Linked DNA regions of Rattus norvegicus: region 1 is linked to region 2. A link is a contact called in public Hi-C data. All regions are on one chromosome and are shown on one strand. Each heading gives the region's core, a stretch centred on a gene start, on an enhancer-like site or on the middle of the called end of the contact. The rest is flanking DNA. Distances are from core to core; before and after follow the strand shown.

Region 1 (4,770 bases), core at 1,360-3,859, 150 kb before region 2:
CAGATCCCCTGGAAGTGGACTTATAGATGTTTGTGAGCCGCCATGTAAATGCTGGAATTTGAACCCAGGTTCCCTGGAAGAAACAGCCAGTGCTCTTTACTGTTGAGCCACTCTCCCCTGCCTGTTTTGTGGCTATTCCTGGAGAGTCATTACTACACAGAGGACAATGTTCTGATGTGCAGATATTCCACCCCTCACAATATGACTGTGTGAATGAGGTTGTATTAGTGTAAGGTATTGTCCATGTTGAAACACAGCTCATACTTCAAAGGGGAAAGAGAGAGTTTCTTCTGGGCTGGAAAGGTGGATTAGCAGTTAGGGGCACTTGCTGCTCTTGTCATACCTGGGCTTCATTCTCAGCACTTACGAAGGGGCTCACAGTCAGCTCCAGTTTCCAGGGGAGCCTACACCCTCTTCTGGTTTCCTTGAGTGTCAGACATACACATTGTGAGCAGGTATACAGGCAAAGCATTCATACATATAATAACATTTTTTAAAAGACATATATTATTTTGGAGCTAAATATGATTGCCCATGGTAAAGAAACAGAGATTTAGTACCGCAAAGTGCATGCTCCAAAGTGGTGATAGTTTGATGAAATTTTTATAGTAACTGAACAAAGAAAGTCTTAAATCAAAACACTTGGGCTGGAGAGATGGCTCAGCGGTTAAGAGCACCCGACTGCTCTTCCAGAGGTCATGAGTTCAATTCCCAGCAACCATATGGTGGCTCACAACCATCTGTAAAGAGATCCTATGCCCTCTTCTGTTGTGTCTGAAGACAGCTACAGTGTACTTATATATAATAAATAAACAAATCTTTAAAAAAAATCAAGACACTTGATAATACACTGTAAAAATCATTTAAGCTACACCAAAATGGAGACATCCTAGTTCTGGGCCTGAGGGGGTTACCTCACAACACTTTTAGTCTTTTGGCTAGCAGAAACTAAGGCTTTATCGATACATTTCAAAAGGCTTTACACAGAATGTTAGGTCCCTCACAGCCCAAGATGAATTGTATGTAATTAGGCACCAGACCTGCAACATTCTAACCTCTAAACAACTAGCGGAAGATACTGTTGAAGATACAGCTTCTTTATGGGAACTTTCTTTCTTTTTTAATGTATCGTTTCATGTTTATGTCCGGTCTTCAGACACTCCAGAAGAGGGAGTCAGATTCCATCACAGATGGTTGTGAGCCACCATGTGGTTGCTGGGAATTGAACTCTAGACCTCTGGAAGAGCAGCCAGTGCTCTAAACCACTGAGGCTGAGTCATTTCCCCAATCCCTCTGGCACTTTCTTTAACAGTGTCTTCATAAGAAAGGGCACACAGAGAGGCCCTATAAATACTGGTCAGGGCCTGGAGTAATACCACTGAAGGCCACAGAGCACCGAGGGTTGGCAGCCATTGTCATGACTGGTAGGTAGCAAGGCAAGAGACTACCCAGGGTCTCGGGAGTCACAAGGCTTTACCGACACTTTGATTTCAGGTTTGTAGCCTGTAGAACTGTGAGATAAATGCATTTCTCTTGTCTGGGCCACCCACTTGTAGCGATTGCAGTCCTACGAAACTAATACAGGTGTCTTTTTTTATTTTAATTAATTAATTAATTAATTTTGCAGGGTCTTACCGTGGAGTTGGCTCTGAACTCACTACGTAGACCAACCAGGCTGGTCTCAAACTCACAGAGATCTATCTGCCCCTGCCTCTTCTATTAAAGCCATGTGCCACCCAAGCTCTACCTGTAGAACGCAGACCTAACCATTGAAGTTTTTCCTCCAGCCCCCAGGCAACATTTGATACTTTATTTTATTTGATTATTCTTTTTTTTTTTTTTTTTTTTTTTTGAGGCAAGTCTTACTATGTTGCCAAGGCTGGTGTGCAATATCACACCCAGCTGCAGGTGTCATTTGAATGAGGTTCCAGGGATGAGCAAGAAACCACTGCATGATGATTCAGAGGGAAGAATGCCAAGTCGGGATGACAACAATGGCCAAAGAGCTGGATTCAGGGCAGAACGATAGGAGGTGTGATTGGAAAAGCCAGGCTGGCGCAGGTCTTTTCGGACTTTGCAGGGAAAGGGAGGGAACTGTATTCCATAAACTTGGTGCTTGGTCTTTTGACTGACAGCGGCAGCTGTCAAGAGTCACCCAGTGTCTTAGAGGACAGGGATCTAGGCTGTATTGGTTGCAATAAATATCAATGCCAGCGTGAGAGGACAGAGCCAAGTCTGCATTTTCCCATCCTGCCCTTGACCTTACTACATGGTCACGGTCAAATCTGTCATTCCAGGGCACCGGCTTTGGCCTAGGTCAGACAATGTTAAGGAGTACAGGAATTTTCCTTTACCTCCCCCCAAATCATTTCCACCTCACTCCCCCACAAGGACAATCTAAGTAACGGAAGCCGTAAATGCAGCTTACAGATAGACCCTCCACCCACTCCGAAGAGAAACGGATACTACACAAGAGGAGTGAAGCGAGAGATCCAAGTGAGACGGATGAGTTGCGCCCTCCACGCGGCCAGAGCCGGGGAAACGCGTGCGCACGCGCGGGCCCCACCCTCGGGCGAGGGGGTGAGGCTGGCGCCGGGGCGGGGCCCGTGACGTCAGGTGCGCGCGTGGCTCCGGCTGCGCAGGAACAGCTGGTGCCTCGGGAGGCGGCTAGTGAGCGGGCGGGCGTGGGCTGCTGGTGGCCGGACGGGGCCACGCTGCGGGAGCCGCCGCCGCCTTGCACCATTGCACCATGTCCGGTCAGCTGGAGCGTTGCGAGCGCGAGTGGCATGAGCTGGAGGGAGAATTTCAGGAGCTGCAGGTAGGACCGGGCCACCTGGTCCCGCAACTCTGTTACCTGAGGTGCGGTGCCTTCCCCATCTAACCATCCCAGCACCGGAGGTGGGGCGATAGGACCCAGAGGGTGGCCCAAACTGTGCGTCCGATGGGCTAGTGGGTGGCCTGGCACGGCCCCTTCCTATCTCCCAGAGCTTTGGCTCCTCTGTCTCTTGGGGCGCCCCCATTCTCGCACCCTTTCACTCGCTCTTTGCTCCATGTTCACCCTTCGCTGCAGAAAGTTGGTCTCTGGCCCCCGAGGCAAGTTCCAGGTGTGTTCACGAGGAAACAGTGACACTCAAAGGACACCAGAGCAACCCCGACACAGGGATTTCGCCCCCAACCCTGCTACTCTCCAGCTGCAGTTGGCTCCTTAACTACTACTCGCTCTTGCTGGTGGGGCAGCCGTCTCCTGCAACTGCGGTTTGAGAGTTACACTTGGCTGCTTTTATCTGGGACCCTTAGGCAGTTCTTAAGTATCAAGGACCCCCCTTGTCTTTGGGGGCCCTGATGTGGTTCTGCTTATAGGCTGCTGCGAGCCGAGTTTGGCATTGAGGAGAGCAAGCATCTGTCAGTTCTGACAGCTGGCTGCCTCACCCAGTGATAGAGGGTTGCACCAGGTGGGTCGAAGGTGACTATAAGAACTGGCTCTGGAGAGAATAGCATCGTCACCAGGTCCTATCAGGAGGGTCCAGAGAGGCCTCAGCTCTGGGGACTAGAGACTCAGGAAACCTTGGGGACAGCCAAGAGGAACAACACATGGCTCTCTCGCATGCCCCCGGGTGGTTTCACATCGTTTGCACCCTCCTCCTGTCAATGGACACATTGTCATAACCCTCTTCCCTATAGCGTCTCAGTCGGGCTGCCCTCCTGCAATGTCTAGAGGAGGGTGTTGTCAAGGGGTGTCTGTGATGGGTCTTTCTACAGCGGGATGCTGGGGAGCCTGAGAAGGAAGGCAGGGGCAGAGACTAAGGTACCCAGGGCTGGCATCCCTTTGAGGTCGGTTGGTGCCTCCTCTTTTAGATCCAGGGCCTGGGTCACTCACAGTTCCCAGAGGATCCTTTTGGTTCCGCCCACAGGGAGAAGACTCAGCCACAGCCTAACAATTTGTCCCACTGGGTTGTGAGGCTGTGTCCTGCCACAGAGCCAGTGAGTGAGTGGGTCTTAGGGTTGGGAGTGGGAGACAGGGTTTCCTGCATGGCGCTTTTGCTCATGTTTTCTTCCTTTGGGCTTACTTTAAACTCCGAGGAGGAGGAGCCTACCACTGCAGAACTATGCCATTAATGCAATTATCGACAATTAGGTAGCAAGTCTTGGCAGGCAGGTGTTGCAAAGGAGTCCTTTGATTTGTTATGATCTGGCTTGGACAGGAAGATGTCATGATGTGTGTCAGGTGCTGGGGTGGTCAGGGCAGGGGAGTTATGGGTTGATCTGCATCTCATCGTTTGGTGGTGAAGGGCTATAGACAGACCTGGTGAGTGGAGATGGCGAAGTCTCCGAGCTGGTGGTCCCTTAGAGATAGGACAACTGGGACAGACTAGATCCTCCTTTGAGAAAGAGGGACCCAACTGGTGTAGGCTTGATGGTTAACTTCTGGGTCTGAGGGCTTTTAGTGAATGGCTTCCTGGTGGTCAAGATCATAGACTGGAGCAAAAATTACCATCTCTCTCTCCATATATATATGTATATATGTATATGTATATACACATGTATATACATGTACATATATATGTGTATGTGTGTATATGTGTATGTATACATACATTCATATACCCACATATACATATATACTCATTTATGTATATTTACATATAAATGCATATTTATAACATATAACATTTATAATATATTTAATATGTAATGTTTATATGTAAATATATACTTATAAATATATTTTTAGAGGTTTATTGTTTTTGTTTATGTATATGGGTGTTTTGC
Region 2 (5,163 bases), core at 2,384-4,883:
TGGTTCGAAGGCCTTGGAGGCAGAGGGAGAAAAGCTTCCAAAGGGTGTTGATTGGCGCTCAGAACCGAGAGCATGGAGAATAGGGGAGAGTCTGGGAGGTGAGGGGTCAGGCCACTCAAGGCCAGCCTTGGAGTCCCTTACCAAAAAAAAAAAAAATTACCTTCTTTTCCTGGGGAGCAGCAGGAAACTGTTGTACCCTCCCAAGCTGGCAAGAGCTTATCTTAGACATTGCATAGTGCTAGTGAGAAAACAGGTTTGGGGGTTTCCCACAGTGGGTCTGTGTCCTAATAGGGTCTCAGGTAGGGACCAAGTGTCAGATACCGGAACTTAAGGAAACAGTTCTCATTCAAGTCACCATAGTTCCTACCACTCTTACCCTCCCACCATTTTTTAATTTCTTAATTTCTTCCTTGTCCTTTAATGCTGGTGACCAGCGAGAGGAACCTGTCCAGTTAGGGGCCCAGAGCAGTCCATTTCATGGTCAGAAAGTGGTGTCTCCACATTCTGAATCTGCTTGAGTGGACGGAAGCAGGGGCTTGAACGACCTTCTTTGCCTTTCAGAAGCCCCTGAATGTCATGGTGATCCGCAGAGGGGAGAAGCACCAGCTCAGACTGACTCCCACCCGCTGGGCAGGAAAAGGACTGCTGGGGTAAGGCTGGGGTCTGATTCCCTCATGCTCTCCCACCCTGGTCTTGATGGAGGGTGTGCTCAGACAGAGGGCTGGGGGTGCTGGCACCAATGGATAGTGTGCTCAGACAGAGGGCTGGGGGTGCTGACAGGTCCACTGAAGGATGGTGGTCCCCAGAGTGTGGAAACTGGTGGCTAAATAACCTTTCTAATGAATAAGGCTGCAGGCAAGAGGCAGTGGGTCCTCAGGTCATCTGAGAGTCTCTGCTTCTCAATCCTGGGGCATTGTCTTTAAGAGAAAGCAAAGTAGCCAGCAAGATGGCTCAGCAGGTGAAGGAACTTTCTGCCAAATCTCTGACCTGAGTTAGCTCCCAGGATCCACATGGTGGCAGGAGAGAACTGACTCCTGCAGGCTGTGCGTGGCACACGCACGCACACTCTCTTACATACACAGGGAATGTGAATACATTAAGAAGTACAGTCTTGTTCAGAGAGAAGTGTGTACCTGCTGGTTTCCCAGGCTGGAGCCGTCAAACCTGAGCGGTGTCTCTTTTTCTCTTACAGCTGCAATATTACCCCTCTCCAAAGATGACTGCTTCCTGGGAGCTGCAGGAGAGCTTCTTCAGCTGGGCCCGCGCTTGGCCTGGGGGATTTCCTCATTCTCTCGGCTCCCTCAAGTGTAAGGATCTGGAAGAGAGTGGCGGACGCCTGAGCGTCGAGGTGGAAGAGACGCTTTGGCTGCCTGATGTAGTCTCTGGGTTGAGGCATTATTAAAAATGTGGTTTGTGCTTAGCTACGTCTTGTGCAAAGTGCAAATTAGCCTGTCTGGGAAGTCTCTAGATTATGAGCCAGTGAGTGAGGGTGACGCTGGCAAGTAATGATCTGATGTCATTTTCTTTTTTTTCCTTTTTTTTGTTTTATTCTTTTGTTTGTTTTTTGAAACAGGGACTCTGTGCAATTCTGACTGTCCTGGAGCTTCCTGTGTAGACCAGGCTGGCCTTGAGCTGACAAGAGATCCTCCTGCCTCTGCCTCATTAGAGGCATGTACTAACATGGCTGGCTAGACTTTGAGAAATATGTATTATACACATACATACGTACATAACACACACACACACACACACACACATATACATACATACATACACACATATATACATGCACATAGTACATTTCTATATTTCCTGTCACTTTCAGTCCCTCTCAGACGTCCTCTCATGCTCACTTTCTAGCTGCCTGCCCTCTCTTTTTCCTTTTTAAATAAACAGCCTACTGAGTGCAATTTGTGCTTCGGGTATATTCATGGGTGTGGGCTCTTCCCTGGAGGAATGTGGTCGACCTTCCAGAGACCACACCCCTAAGTGCCGCAGGGACTTGCATCTCCCTCCTTTCTTTCTGAGTCAGGGTCGCATGTAGTCCAGTCCTGCCTCAGGTTTACCACAAAGCTGAAGATGTTGTGCTTCTCCCTGCAACGTCCTCCTGCAGGACCACACGCCTGGGGCGGGGTTGTGCGGGAGATGGGATCTCATGAGTTCAGACTGGCCTGGAGCTCAGTGTACCGGGACCGGCCTTACACTTGGGATCTTCCTGCCCTGGTCCCCTGGTCTTCTGGTGTGTGCCACCAAACTTGGCTGGTTGTCATTGTTACAGGGTTCTTTCTCAGATAAAGCCAGTTTTGCAGTTACGTGATTATGACCATCGTTCAGTCCCTCCTGGATTCCACATGAACTCAGAACCAAGCTCAGAAGGAGTTGGAAAAGAAGTTGTGCAAAGCAAATCAGTTCCCGAGCTAAAGTCAGGTTGATTCTTAGGCTGGAAACTGAACCTGGACCTCATAACTCTATGAGTGTTCATCGTGGGGATGAGCAGCTAGCAGTGCTGTGAGAGTCTGATGCAGCCTCAGAAGTTGGGTCAGTGTAGCCACCATAGCAAAGGCCAGGTAGAGGTGGCTCAAACTTACAACCCCAGCACTCAGGAGGCAGAGAGAGGTGCATCTCTAAGTCTGAGGCCAGCCTGTCTACAGCATGAGTTCCAGGACAGCCATGGCTGCACGGAAAAATCTGCTTCCAAACAAAATTAGCAAAGGTCACAAGGTCTCACAGGTTGCCCAGTGTGGTGTTGGCTTCCTCTTCAGTAACCCACTGGAAAACAGCAGACTTATTTACTTCTACAATAAAAGACCCTGCAGATAGCTCCTGATTTGGGCTTTTGTAATTGAGCCTCCCCACAGGGCAGTGGTGGTGATGCACCCTTTAATCCCAGCACTCAGCAGACAGAGGCAGGCAGGCAGATCTGAGTTCGAGGCCAGCCTGGTCTACAGAATGCGTTCCAGGACAGCCAGGGCTGCACAGAGAAAACCTGTTTCAAAATACAAAGAGATTGACCCTCTTGGGGTCGGCAGCGTGGGAAGGTGAGGTGCGCTTGCTGTTGTCGAGGTGAAGGGGTTTGTGGATGCCACTTCCTTCTGATTTTAAGATGATAAAATTGGTGTGGGTGATTCCTAGTGACTCCGTTTTTCTTCCTTTCTCCATGTGCCCCAGTCATTCCCCAGTTGCCACCCGTTTCTGTTTTGGATGTCTGGCACTTTCTACAAGGAAGCTTGTGTCCTTGGATTGGATTTGCTCAGGATGGAGGCAGAGACCAGCTTTCTCTGATGGCAGTCAGTACTGATGCGTGCTTCCTGCTTTGACTACTCACACTGGACTTGAAAGCCTCCCCCAGGCTGCTTCATCCAGACAGCCCCACGCATCCCTCTCTTGTAGCCAGACTTGCTATGTTTACTTGTGTTTGCTGTTCCCGTTGTAGGCTAGAAGTCCAAGTATTTTCCAGCCTCTATAATAAAACGCAGCTTGTACCAACCATTCAGTTCATCCTCTCTGAGCTATGCACCTCATCACCAACACTCGGACATGCGAGGTGGTGGCACTTGTTGGGAGTCATTCATAGTCTCCCATAGTGGGGGCAGCAGGCCTTGGACAGCTCAGGATGCCACCTTTGGGCTCCTTTGACTCGCTTCAACACAAACATCACTAATGGACTTAACCAAGCTGAAATGTTTCGTGCTAACAGCAAGATGATGCCCGCCACATAGCTTCAATCCCAGTTAGCTAAACTCTGCATGCTGTGCCCTGGCGAGAAGGTGGGCGGTTGGGTGCAGCCTTTGTGAGGCCAGAACATTGGGTTTAGTGCTGGGAGAATCTTGCTAAGTGATTCACCATTTCTTGCATGGCTTCCTGGAGAGGCATGAGCACACATCTGTTTACCTTGCACTGACAGGGAACTGAAGGAACGAATCACCCAAATCAGCCCGGTGGACAAGTGAGCCTTCTCGGGTTACTCAGAGGAGAAAACCCCACGGCACTGTGGATGTACAACTCCAGGCAGCTCCCCGGAACTCTTTCACACAGAGTAAAGTCTTGTGTGGCCCAGGCTGTCTTGGACCCTTGTGGCTTCATCTCCCTAGTTCTGGGTTCGCAGGTGTGACATCACACCTGACCCATCGTCTAATTTTGATTTATGCATTTAGTATTCGTTCATTCACTCATCCATTTATTTTACTGCTTTTATGACCCCCAGGAAGGGCTGAGGGATTCCCCACCCCCCACCTCCGAGTTTTCCGAGCATGCCTCTACCCTCCGAATGCCCAGTCTGAAGAAAATAACTACAAACACTTTTTCATTACGTCTTGTCCAACTCTGGGAAAGTCAGAATTGCCAGTGTGGGGAGTAGCTCTAGCGAAGTGCCCTATAGGAAAAAGCTAGAGCGAGAGCGGCTAACCCAGCAGGGGGCAGGCTGGGCCGGTTGGAGGCCGCTTTCTGGGCACGTGATTACCATCCCGCTTCCTGGCTTTCCTGCCGGGCGCGACTAGCTGTTGCCATAGGGATGGAGCTTGGTTGGCAACGGTCACTAGGGAGTATGGACAGGAGCCACTGGCGATCTCTTGGGATTCCTCGAGGCAGGACGACCCAAGGCTTTTGAGGAAAGACGTGGGAGCGACCCTGTAAGTGTGAAGTGAAGGGTGCGGCTCGGGTGGGGGCCCTGGCCAGGCAGGGGGCAAGGGTGTGGGGTCTGGGAAGTCCTCAGGAAGAGGAAGAGGTCACTCCTGGATCTAGTTGTAGGATAAACCAACACATCTGTGGCATTGCCCCTGCCTGGGTGTGGAAATCGTCCGAGCGAGTGTGCTGGCAAAGTGGCATTTTTTTTTCCAAACAGAAGAACTAAATTCTAGCTCTGTCCGTCGCAAATCACGCTTCCCAGAGCCACAAACTTTTTCGTTTCTTTTTTAAAAGAAAGATTGGGCTGGCCCAGAACTCAGAGTGATCCTCCTGCCTCTCCCTCCTGAATCCCGGGATTACAGATATGGGCCTAGCCCTCCTGCTCCCAAACTCTTACAAGAATTCTTGTAGGTGCAAAATAAGAGAATGTATCAGAGGAATTAAATTTTTTTTAAAAAAATGATTTTATGTGCAAGAGTGTTTTGTCTGCATGTATGTCTGTGTGCCACCTATGAAATGTCTACAGAGTACAGAAAAGGG

The links. A called contact is a pair of places that touch in the nucleus more often than the background predicts.
Region 1: a Hi-C map of liver shows a contact between it and region 2, with 5 times the contacts expected there. The contact joins the promoter of Tmem120b here to the promoter of Cfap251 in region 2. A contact is called at or near these places in 5 of 12 Hi-C or Micro-C datasets (hepatocytes, kidney, liver and 1 more).

The regions. Positions count from the first base shown.
Region 1 is chr12:39,145,929-39,150,698 of GRCr8, reverse strand. It overlaps Tmem120b (transmembrane protein 120B), which reads left to right and starts at 2,609. Exons shown (of 12, transcript NM_001271309.2): 1 at 2,609-2,818. The coding sequence starts at 2,750.
Region 2 is chr12:38,996,351-39,001,513 of GRCr8, reverse strand. It overlaps Cfap251 (cilia and flagella associated protein 251), which reads left to right and starts at 3,633. Exons shown (of 22, transcript XM_008769275.3): 1 at 3,633-4,628. Psmd9 (proteasome 26S subunit, non-ATPase 9) reads left to right here. Exons shown (of 6, transcript NM_130430.2): 5 at 562-650; 6 at 1,193-1,424. The coding sequence ends at 1,220.